Regions from separate parts of the Salmo salar genome. Here region 1 is linked to region 2. Evidence: chromatin contacts called from public Hi-C data. All regions are on one chromosome and are shown on one strand. The core of a region is the stretch at or near the end of the contact, and the rest is flanking DNA. Distances in the headings are between cores, read along the strand shown. Region 1 holds the start of LOC106582990 (eukaryotic translation initiation factor 4 gamma 3). Region 2 overlaps LOC106582990 (eukaryotic translation initiation factor 4 gamma 3).

What was found. Hi-C and Micro-C count contacts between places; a contact is called where the count stands out from the background.
Region 1: a contact with region 2 is called in a Hi-C map of muscle, with 2.5 times the contacts expected there. The contact joins the promoter of LOC106582990 here to the enhancer-like site in region 2. A contact is called at or near these places in 3 of 3 Hi-C or Micro-C datasets (blood, gill and muscle).

What each region holds. Positions count from the first base shown.
Region 1 is chrssa22:22,880,863-22,885,294 of Ssal_v3.1, forward strand. It overlaps LOC106582990 (eukaryotic translation initiation factor 4 gamma 3), which reads right to left and starts at 1,412. Exons shown (of 36, transcript XM_014166664.2): 1 at 852-1,412. The coding sequence starts at 1,015. It overlaps ece1 (endothelin converting enzyme 1), which reads right to left. Exons shown (of 19, transcript XM_045705623.1): 17 at 4,121-4,311; 18 at 3,490-3,585; 19 at 2,190-3,311. The coding sequence ends at 3,135.
Region 2 is chrssa22:22,822,452-22,827,052 of Ssal_v3.1, forward strand. LOC106582990 (eukaryotic translation initiation factor 4 gamma 3) reads right to left here. Exons shown (of 36, transcript XM_014166664.2): 8 at 3,455-3,634; 9 at 3,231-3,342; 10 at 2,912-3,018; 11 at 633-767. Among protein-coding and RNA genes, the nearest start is that of LOC106582993, 19 kb to the left of the region's middle. Within about 2 kb of position 3,255, at least 1 of the 13 cell types and tissues checked has an H3K27ac peak or open chromatin away from gene starts, as enhancers often do. A contact at or near this core is called in muscle, where this site is marked.

The sequences.
Region 1 (4,432 bases), core at 162-2,661, 57 kb after region 2:
AGTACTACCGTGCTACAGTAACGTAGCATACATTGCTACCAACAACCAAATGCCTGGCGACACTCCCCTGTCAAGATGGACATACCAGTGTTGCACCGGCTGTCAGCTACTACCCGGCGCAACTACCGCCTAGATAGATAAATAACAACCGGTGTTAGCATCCCTTCTATGGAAACCGGGGAGGGGATCCTAGGCCCATGTAACTTACTACTAGCTAACATTCACTCATACTTGCTAGCAAGAATAACTAATGTTACAGTTTTAGGGTGATGGCTACAACATTTGGTTAGCTGGTCCACCCAAAGCATTCATCTCTCACAAAGACTGCCCCCAATACTATAGTTAGCCAATAGGCTAGCGGATTAGTTAGCCGCTGCTACGTGTTTTCAGTTGCAAATGAACATACCTATCTAATATGAAAGTGGCTGGCTAGCTAGCTACCACCGGTAAACGAAACAAAGCCGGTGGCCCTCTAGTAGTTAGTTAGCCTACGCCACCTCGTCAAATTGAGTGTGATGTTAGTTAGCCCGCAGTTTCTGAACCACGTATGCACAAGTTCAAATTACATTGCCATTGGCCAACAAAATGCATCAAAATCAATTATGTGCAGTTTAGCTACGTTGCCTAGCTAGTTTAGCAAGTAACGTTAGTCAACAAGCCACTAATCTGTTAACTAGCTAACATTAGCCAACTACCTAGCTAGCTAATTGTCCCCCCCTGCTCTTCGAAACATCAGTAATTCACCCGCACCCAACCTCTAACCAATAACGTTACTAGCTAGATACCTAAATGTGTTTACCCCGAATACCTGACCAAGAGATGCCAGGGGAATTCTTGCCAATGAAGGATACTGAGGTGGCGGCACGGCGTTCGGCTGAGGAGCACCTGGGGCTCCCGGTGGTAAAGACACGGAGGTCAGGGTAGCCCGCAGTTGGCTCGACGGAGACGGGACAGTTCCAGGTCCACTTACTGCGACAGTGGCGGGTTTTGGGACTATTTTCGTCGGCAAACTCATTGCAAAAAAACAAAACAATACACGAATAAATACTGATACAAAATATATCTAGCTTGCATAAATATAGCTAGCAAGCGTTTAATATTATTGAAGCAGGCCGCAAATCCTTTTGCCGACAGGGCTAGCTATTAGCAACGCAGAAAAGCTTTTTTTCATGGAAAGTCGCTGTTCGGGTCTATGGTGTTATTCATGGGGACGGTGGGAGGTTTGCCTCCCTTGCCCGTCCAGGACCTCTGCAGATCCGGTTCAGTTCTTCCGAGCACTGTCACCGGTGTCTTTCCTCCTTCGATAATTTAACATTTGTTATCAACAACTGATTTTTCTATAGCTAGCTAATCATTTTCCCACGGAGATGAGAGACTTCGTTAACATGGCGTTGCGGCCGCTTCCAGTCCGGCAGGACAGACGATTCGACAATTCTCGTCCAATTACGGGTAGGTTCGGCTTACCTAGAGCGATCGAAAATGACGCTTAATTTGTTGCATTCATGTAGCCAAAGATCATCTAGTCTACTGACTGGCACATACATTCATCTATATTGATGAGCACTGCATTATTCTTGTTCTAATAAATAACTATGCTTGGTGCTATTTTTAAAGAATGCATGGTATGTATTATTTTAACTGCAGTGGCTGTCTTGAAGTGTGTGTGTAAAATAAACTCTAATTTCTAACGAGGCAAGTCAGTTAAGAACAAATTCTTATTTACAATGACGGCCTACCGGGGAACAGTGGGTTCAGGGACAGAACGACAGATTTTTTACCTTACCAGCCGGGGATTCGATCCACCAACAACTAGGCTACCTGCCGCCCCATGCTATATTTATGGGGTCGTTCAAGAACCGCTCAATAATGTATACAAATGTAATCAGGTTCAGGTATTGTAATATGTACACATAATGATAATGGTGTATTTACAGGCAAAGCCCGAGAAGTCAAAACTTTGTAGTGGATTGTACTGTACTCAGTACTGCATTGTTTGTGTGCAGCGACATCTGTCGTCAATAACCATCAATTGACATACTTTTTTTCTTCTAAGTAATATAATCAGTAAGACTTAATTATTTTTGCTTTGATACATAGATACAGTTTTTATTTGTTTTGGAATCAAAAACTATAAAAAGTCCCTTTGAAGCATCAGACGAGCCATAGCAAAAGATGGGCATACAAAAGAATGGTGACAATATTTTTATTAGATTAGAAAAATAGTTTTTGACACAAAAGCCCTGTCATGCATGAGCAGCTCCAGAATGGGAAAACTCTGTTATGTGACTTGTTCGATGGTCAATACATCCTTCACAAGTTTCAGGAATTCTCTGATTGAAAACTATTCACTTAATATGTCCCTTATATCAGGCATTCAGCAATTCGGAAGATCACTTCTTTAAAACATCACTACTGTATAAACTGGAGACATTAAGCAATCAGACTTTACACAAATGATGATGTTGTGTTAGGTTTGTTGATGCAGAAACGACACACACATAGGTTATTGAATCGGATCAATCATGGGCAATAATAAAATATGACTTTTACAATCTACTTGACTTGTATTCTAGATGTGATTGACGGTTTCCTCCGGATTATATTATTTCAGTCCAAATCCAGTAATTGCAACTCGTCATTCTTTTGCAGTCTAAAAATATACAATAAGTGAAGACAACATAGAGGTGGATTGATCAGATACAAATTGTAACAGTGAAAAAGACATTACAGAAAATAAATATCACTTCCTGTTGAAAAATAAGGCATATGACAACTCTACATAAAACCTGATTGAGAGAAGTTCCATTAGTTTTCCCTTTTTGTATAGCCATTTCTTCACTTTCCAGTGTTAAAATTGTTCCTCTATATAAACATAAAGGCACATTTTCATAGAGTTTAATTGGGGGGGAAAGAGGCAGCTTTATAAAACAAATTGTCTTTATGAAGAGAGTTGGGGCTGGCTCAACCTCCAGCCCTCATAAGGACCCTGAGAAGGGTAGAGTGGGTAAAACAGCTGGATTTTTAGTGGTATCAAGACCAATGCTCTCCTTCCTCAGAGACTTTGCCTCTATTTTGCTCCAAATCCCCAATGCCCATTTTGCCACCTGCCATACCGAGAAATGGGTAGCAAAGCATCACCAAAGCTCACACTTGTGTTTAGGGTTCATGGGGGAATCTGCCTTGCAGCCAAAGTGCTCAGAGAACTCATGGGAATTGGAGATGGTGCCAATAACTCGAAATCTTGATGGACTGTGTGGATCTGTGATGACGCCCTCATGCGAGCTTTCCGGAGTCCGAACTGAGCACCATACCTACATATAGCAGGAAGCACAGACACACATTAAGGATTTCAGAGTGAAAAGTCCTTAATTTACATTATCAATGTAATAGGTCATTATAATTAATACATAACACTGTTGAAGGTAGGCATGCTAGAGAATGCATTACTACATTTGCCACAGACATGGATATACTTTAAGTGGCACAAACCTGTGCAAATCCAACAAAAAATAATTGATGATTGGTCATCCCCAGGGCAGGCAGGGTGGCCTCCTCTCCATTCTTTGCAATCCAGTTCATATAAGCCTTCAAAGCAGACAAGGGTCATATTACAGACAGCATGCATTATCCTCCTCTCGCCATAGAGAACAGTATGAGAAAAAAAACAGACTCTTTCTGCTCGCCCTCAGCTTTATTTCCTCTTCAGTCCTCACTAACAGACAGCGCTCATGCAGGTCCCCTTTTCTGCCATGTGGTTGGCTCATCTGCTCCATAACCTATGACTTTCATTTGACGGAAAGAATGTTTGAGAGCTCACTCTGAGGCTGACCAAGCCTCTCCAAGCCACCTGTTGCATTTCCAGGCTTTGCTGTGATGTAGGCAACCTCGTTTTTTCCACCACAGAGTAAAGACATGGCCCACAATGACCCAATCAAGTGAACAAGAAAACATGTAATGTGTGTCATAGTTCTGACCTTCCAAATACTGCATCTCACATTGATGATTCCGAAATGTCTGCACATTTACAGTATGTGTATGTATAAGATGAATTGCTCTTGCTCTTCATATTGTCAAGTCTACTTTGTGCTATCCCACCCTAACACCTCCCTGTCATACACACCTTGTAGGCAGCCTTCAGTCCACCATTGTCAGCTATGTTCTCTCCCAGGGTGTGTTTTCCATTCAGTGGTTCTTTGTTGATGCTGTAGTTACTGTACTGCTCCACCATACACTGGGTCTGCTTCTTAAAGGCCTCCACAGATGAGTTTTTCCACCAGGAGCGGAGGTTCCCATCCTTGTCGTACTCCCTCCCTTTAACATAAAGAAAAATATGCTGTAGAACTGGATGCCTCATTTAATATCATAATGTGTCACGTTCGGTGGGATGTTTTTTGGTGGGATGTTTCAACAGCCTATAATATATATTTTTTCT
Region 2 (4,601 bases), core at 2,005-4,504:
CTGTACCAGAAGAGAGGGAGGAGATACACTGATACATGTAGGTAGATACTAGTAGGTATAGATGTGTAAGCCATAGATCTGTGTGTCCAAGATTAACATGATAACCAACTATGACCAATGAAATACAGTGCGTTTAGGTCACTGTTGTAAAATAGCCATGGTTTCCTGTTACTCAAATTGAATAGCAAAGAATGTGAACCTAAGGCCAGGTAAGTGTGTTGGGTGCAGATCAGTGGGTCAGGGACAGTGGCTGAAGTCTATGTGGCTGGCTGTGTCTAACGCAGTATGGCAGAGGATGGATTAGACACAGACTGAGGGTAATGTTTCTGGTCTGGTGCATGGCTCTCTGTATGTCGTGGTGTCAAAGCCCTGGTGGCCTGGCCTAATTGCCCGCTCCCTCCTAACACCCAGCAGTCTGCCCTAAGCACAGGTTTTACACAGCCATGGATGAGAGGCTAATAGCTCAGCTCAGTTCAGTGGGTCAGTGGCACACCATGGCACCCTTTGTGTGTGTGTAAGTGAGTGAGTGAGTGAGTGAGTGAGTGAGTGAGTGAGTGAGTGAGTGAGTGAGTGAGTGAGAGAGAGCGCATTAAGCCTAAGAGCAGGTAACATGAGAGTAGATGTGTACTTACCTGCGGAGGGGTGGGGGTGGAGGAGGGTCGTCCGACAGGGGGAGTTGGATTCCGGCTCCCTGTGCCCCCTGCCATGATCTCCTCTGTGATGTCCCTGCCTCCCTGATTGGGGTCACGGATACGGATCTGGGAGGACAATGACACAAAAGGAACGCCGTCTCACTAAAGCACCAGTGTCTCAGCGCAACCCTCCCCCAGCCATTTAAAACAGTGGAGCGTGTAATGTACAGGAGTACTGACTGAGTCTAAAGAAGCATTAATACATCTGTGACCAAACGTTTCAGACATTTTTTTTTATTTTTACCTTTATTTAACTAGGCAAGTCAGTTAAGAACAAATTCTTATTTTCAATGACGGCCTAGGAACAGTGGGTTAACTGCCTGTTCAGGGGCAAAACGACAGATTTGTACCTTGGGGATTTGAACTTGCAACCTTTCGGTTACTAGTCCAACGCTCTAACCACTAGGCTACCCTGCCGCCCCACATTCTTATTAATCTTGTGCAAATGGAGAGAAAAAGCTTAACACTTGACTTTTTACGACATCTCATATTTCAGTAGAGGCATTTAAAAGGGTTTCTGGAAAGATAATGTATTTTCATGTGGGTCTTCAAACTGAACAGCAAAATATTTCCCCCCCGAATCTGGATTAAAGCCATTTTTAAAGTCATCACCCTTCCGTCCTTGAATTTTCCAAAATAAGTATATTTAACACACGTATGTTGTTAGAATTTCGATATCACAAACATCATTTGTGTATTAAGCAGCTTTATGAAGCCATTTTTCCCCTCATTCATCGCCAGTCAGCCTGCGCAACTGATGGCACATCAAACTACGGTTAACTGCCAAAATAAAGAAAACGCCAACAAAGGTGTCTTAACAGCCACTAGAACAGCTTCTATGCACCTTGGCATAGATTCTACAAGTGTCGGGAACTCTATTGGAGGGACGCAACACCATTCTTGCACGAGAAATTCGATCATTTGGTGTTTTGTTGAAAGTGGTGGAAAACGCAGTCCTAGCCGCTGCTCCAGAATCTCCCAGAAGTGTTCAATCCTCCAACTGTCACATGTAGGTAAGACGTTTTGATTTATATAAAATGTGCAACCCAAGCAGGGATGGTGTTAGACGGGTGATGAGCTGTGCCTGGTTTTCTCCAGACATAGAGCATTACATTCAGACCAAAGAGTTACATTTTTGTCTCATCAGACCACAGAATGTTTTGCCACTCTGCCATAAAGTCCAGATTGGTGAAGTGCTGTAGAGACTGTTGTCCTTCTGGCAGGTTCTCCCATCTCAGCCAATGAACTCTATAGTTCTGTCAGAGTGGTCATTGGGTTCTTGGTCACCTCCCGGAGCAAGGTCCTTCTAGCCAGGTTGCTCAGTTTGGTCGGACGGCCAGCTCTAGGTAGAGTATGGGTAGTTACATGTTTTGTTCATTTCCCAATGATTGAGACCACTGTGCTCTTGGAAACTTTCAACACTCAAAATTGTTTTACACCCTTCCCAAGATATGCCTCATCTCAATTCTCTCTCCCAGATCTACGAACAGTTCCTTGGACTTCATGTTATAGTTTCTGCTCTGACATGCACTGTCAACTGTGGCACCTTATATAGACAGGTGGGTTTCTTTCTAAATCATGTCCAAACAGTTGAATTGGCCATATGGGCTCAAAATGGGGTCCCTTGAAACAATCCCGGCTTTCTGGTGTTAAAAAGCTAGATTAAGGCCTGGCATACATTAAGGCTAGGGCTCCCGAGTGGTGCAGCAGTTTAAAGCACTGCAACTTAGTGCTTAAGACGTCACTACAGTCCCTGGTTCGAATCCAGGCTGATTCCCATCCGGACGTGATTGGGAGTCCCATAGGGAGGCGCACAATTGGCCCAGCGTCGTCCGGGTTTGGCCAGGGTAGGCCATCACTGTAAATAAGAATTTGTTCTTAATTGACTTGCCTAGTTAAATTTAAAAAAATAAAAACAAACCCAGCTTCTACTGGCAGCCTAGATCTAAATTAACCCATGTCATCCCTCATATACCTTCTCTGTAAAATAAATATTCTGTTTCAAAATGCAAGTAAAAAGGGCTGATGGATCCAGATATGTCTCTTCATCAGGGATCATTTCTCATATCCTCTGACAGTATGCATGTGGAAACAGAAGACCTGGTGCCTAACTGAGCACAGATGGCCTACGCTAGTGTGTGTATCCGTATGTGTAATGCTTACATACATAGGCAGCGTGTGATGTCTGTGTTGAGATGGCAGCTTGCAGAGATACTCACTGGTTTCTTCTCACGCTTGGCTGGTGGAGGTTGCTGCGGTGTAGGCACTATGATGGGGGGTGAGGGGGGGTACACCTGCTGTCCTGGATAGAATTGAGGTCCGGGAGCTGTGTCAGGAAGGAGGAAGAAAAGCTGAGTATAGTGTGTGTCTCTCTCTGTGTGTGTAGCTGAGGAACAAACTGAGTTGAAGGGGTCTGTACAATAAGATAATTGTGCTAGAAAGGACAGATGTGTGCTTTGTGGAGGGAGACAGACATTTTAAAATCAGACTGGTGGGGTTTGAAGTGGGGTGTGTGTGAGGATATATATATAGACTCACCATACTGAGCAGGGTACTCCCCCGGCCCAGGGCCAGGATAGAAGGTGCCAGACCCCGGCGGCTGCACTGAAAACGGCTGGGGTGGCCCCACATAGGGCGTACTGTGGCGATACTGTAGAGGGAGAAATGGAGGGCATAGAAGAAAGGGTTAAAAGCGGCGTGGAGGAATTGGTAGAGAGGAATGCCTACTGGAGAACAGCAGCAGCCTGGTCAGTCAGTCCCACCTGTGGGATGTAGTACTGGGCAGCCTGTGGGGAGGGGAAGGGCATGGGAGCCATCATCATCATGGTGGGCTGGTTGGGGGGGTATACCGCCGCTGTGGGGTTCTGAGAGCCGGGCCGCAGAGATGGAGCGTTGGTAGGGATGGTTGGCCGCGCTGTCTGCATCTGAGCCCTCTGGAAAAACTGAGAAGCGAGAGACACACACACAGAGACCGATATTACATGTGAGAGAACTTAGTCCCAGAGAAGCAAGAGAGGATCCACAACTTTCCCAACAGCAGTCTCATCTCTTCATGCGTGTCCTGTGCAGTCTCTCATTTCAGCTTTGTGGACGCAGGGGCTCAGAGAGATGAAGCCAAGGAGACCTCAGAGACAGAGAGCATTATCTCTGAGGACCAGGTGGATGACACTTCCACTCCATTGCGCTCAAACAGCACACATTTCCTCAAGCAGCATAAACAAACCCACAGGACACGGGCCTGCAGGGCGAGTCCTGACTCCTCCAGCTGGGTTCCCTCTGCCCTCATCAGAGAGAGATCAAGGTTGTGAAAGGTCTCAGAACACAGCGGTCTACCAGCGGCCTCCGCCTCCCAACCTGCTGTGCTGTTACAACAGGACTTAGAGAGCACGGTTCCATGCTGCCAGAGTCAACCACCAACCAGCGCACAGCAACACCCTGTACCTACCACACATGCTGTTACACGCCACACACGCTGACTTTATAGGCAACCACATTAGTTTACAATGCAGTGTCCACAACTTTCAAATTTATAAAGTGAAGTGCTCTAGCATAAATTGTTCATGCTATATAGCAGTGGTTCCCAAACTATGGGTCACTAGTAATTGTGTCTCCCTCTGCCATATGGACACATTGTATCATATACAGAAAGCAACTGGCAGCAAAAGAGATCCACAAAGACATACTGCAATAACTTCGATTGTAAAGTACATCAAACCACATCGACTGCGTGCACGCCTGTTCGCAAACTGTGTGGAGATATAGGATCAGAGCATGACAATTTGCTATTTCACACCGAGGCCTGGTGGTTATCAACGGGGAGAATATTGGAAAGATTTTTCGAAATGAGAAATGAACTGGATGTAAAAAAAAGACTTTACTTTCTTTGTGATGAAAAGAAAATGGTGTCTC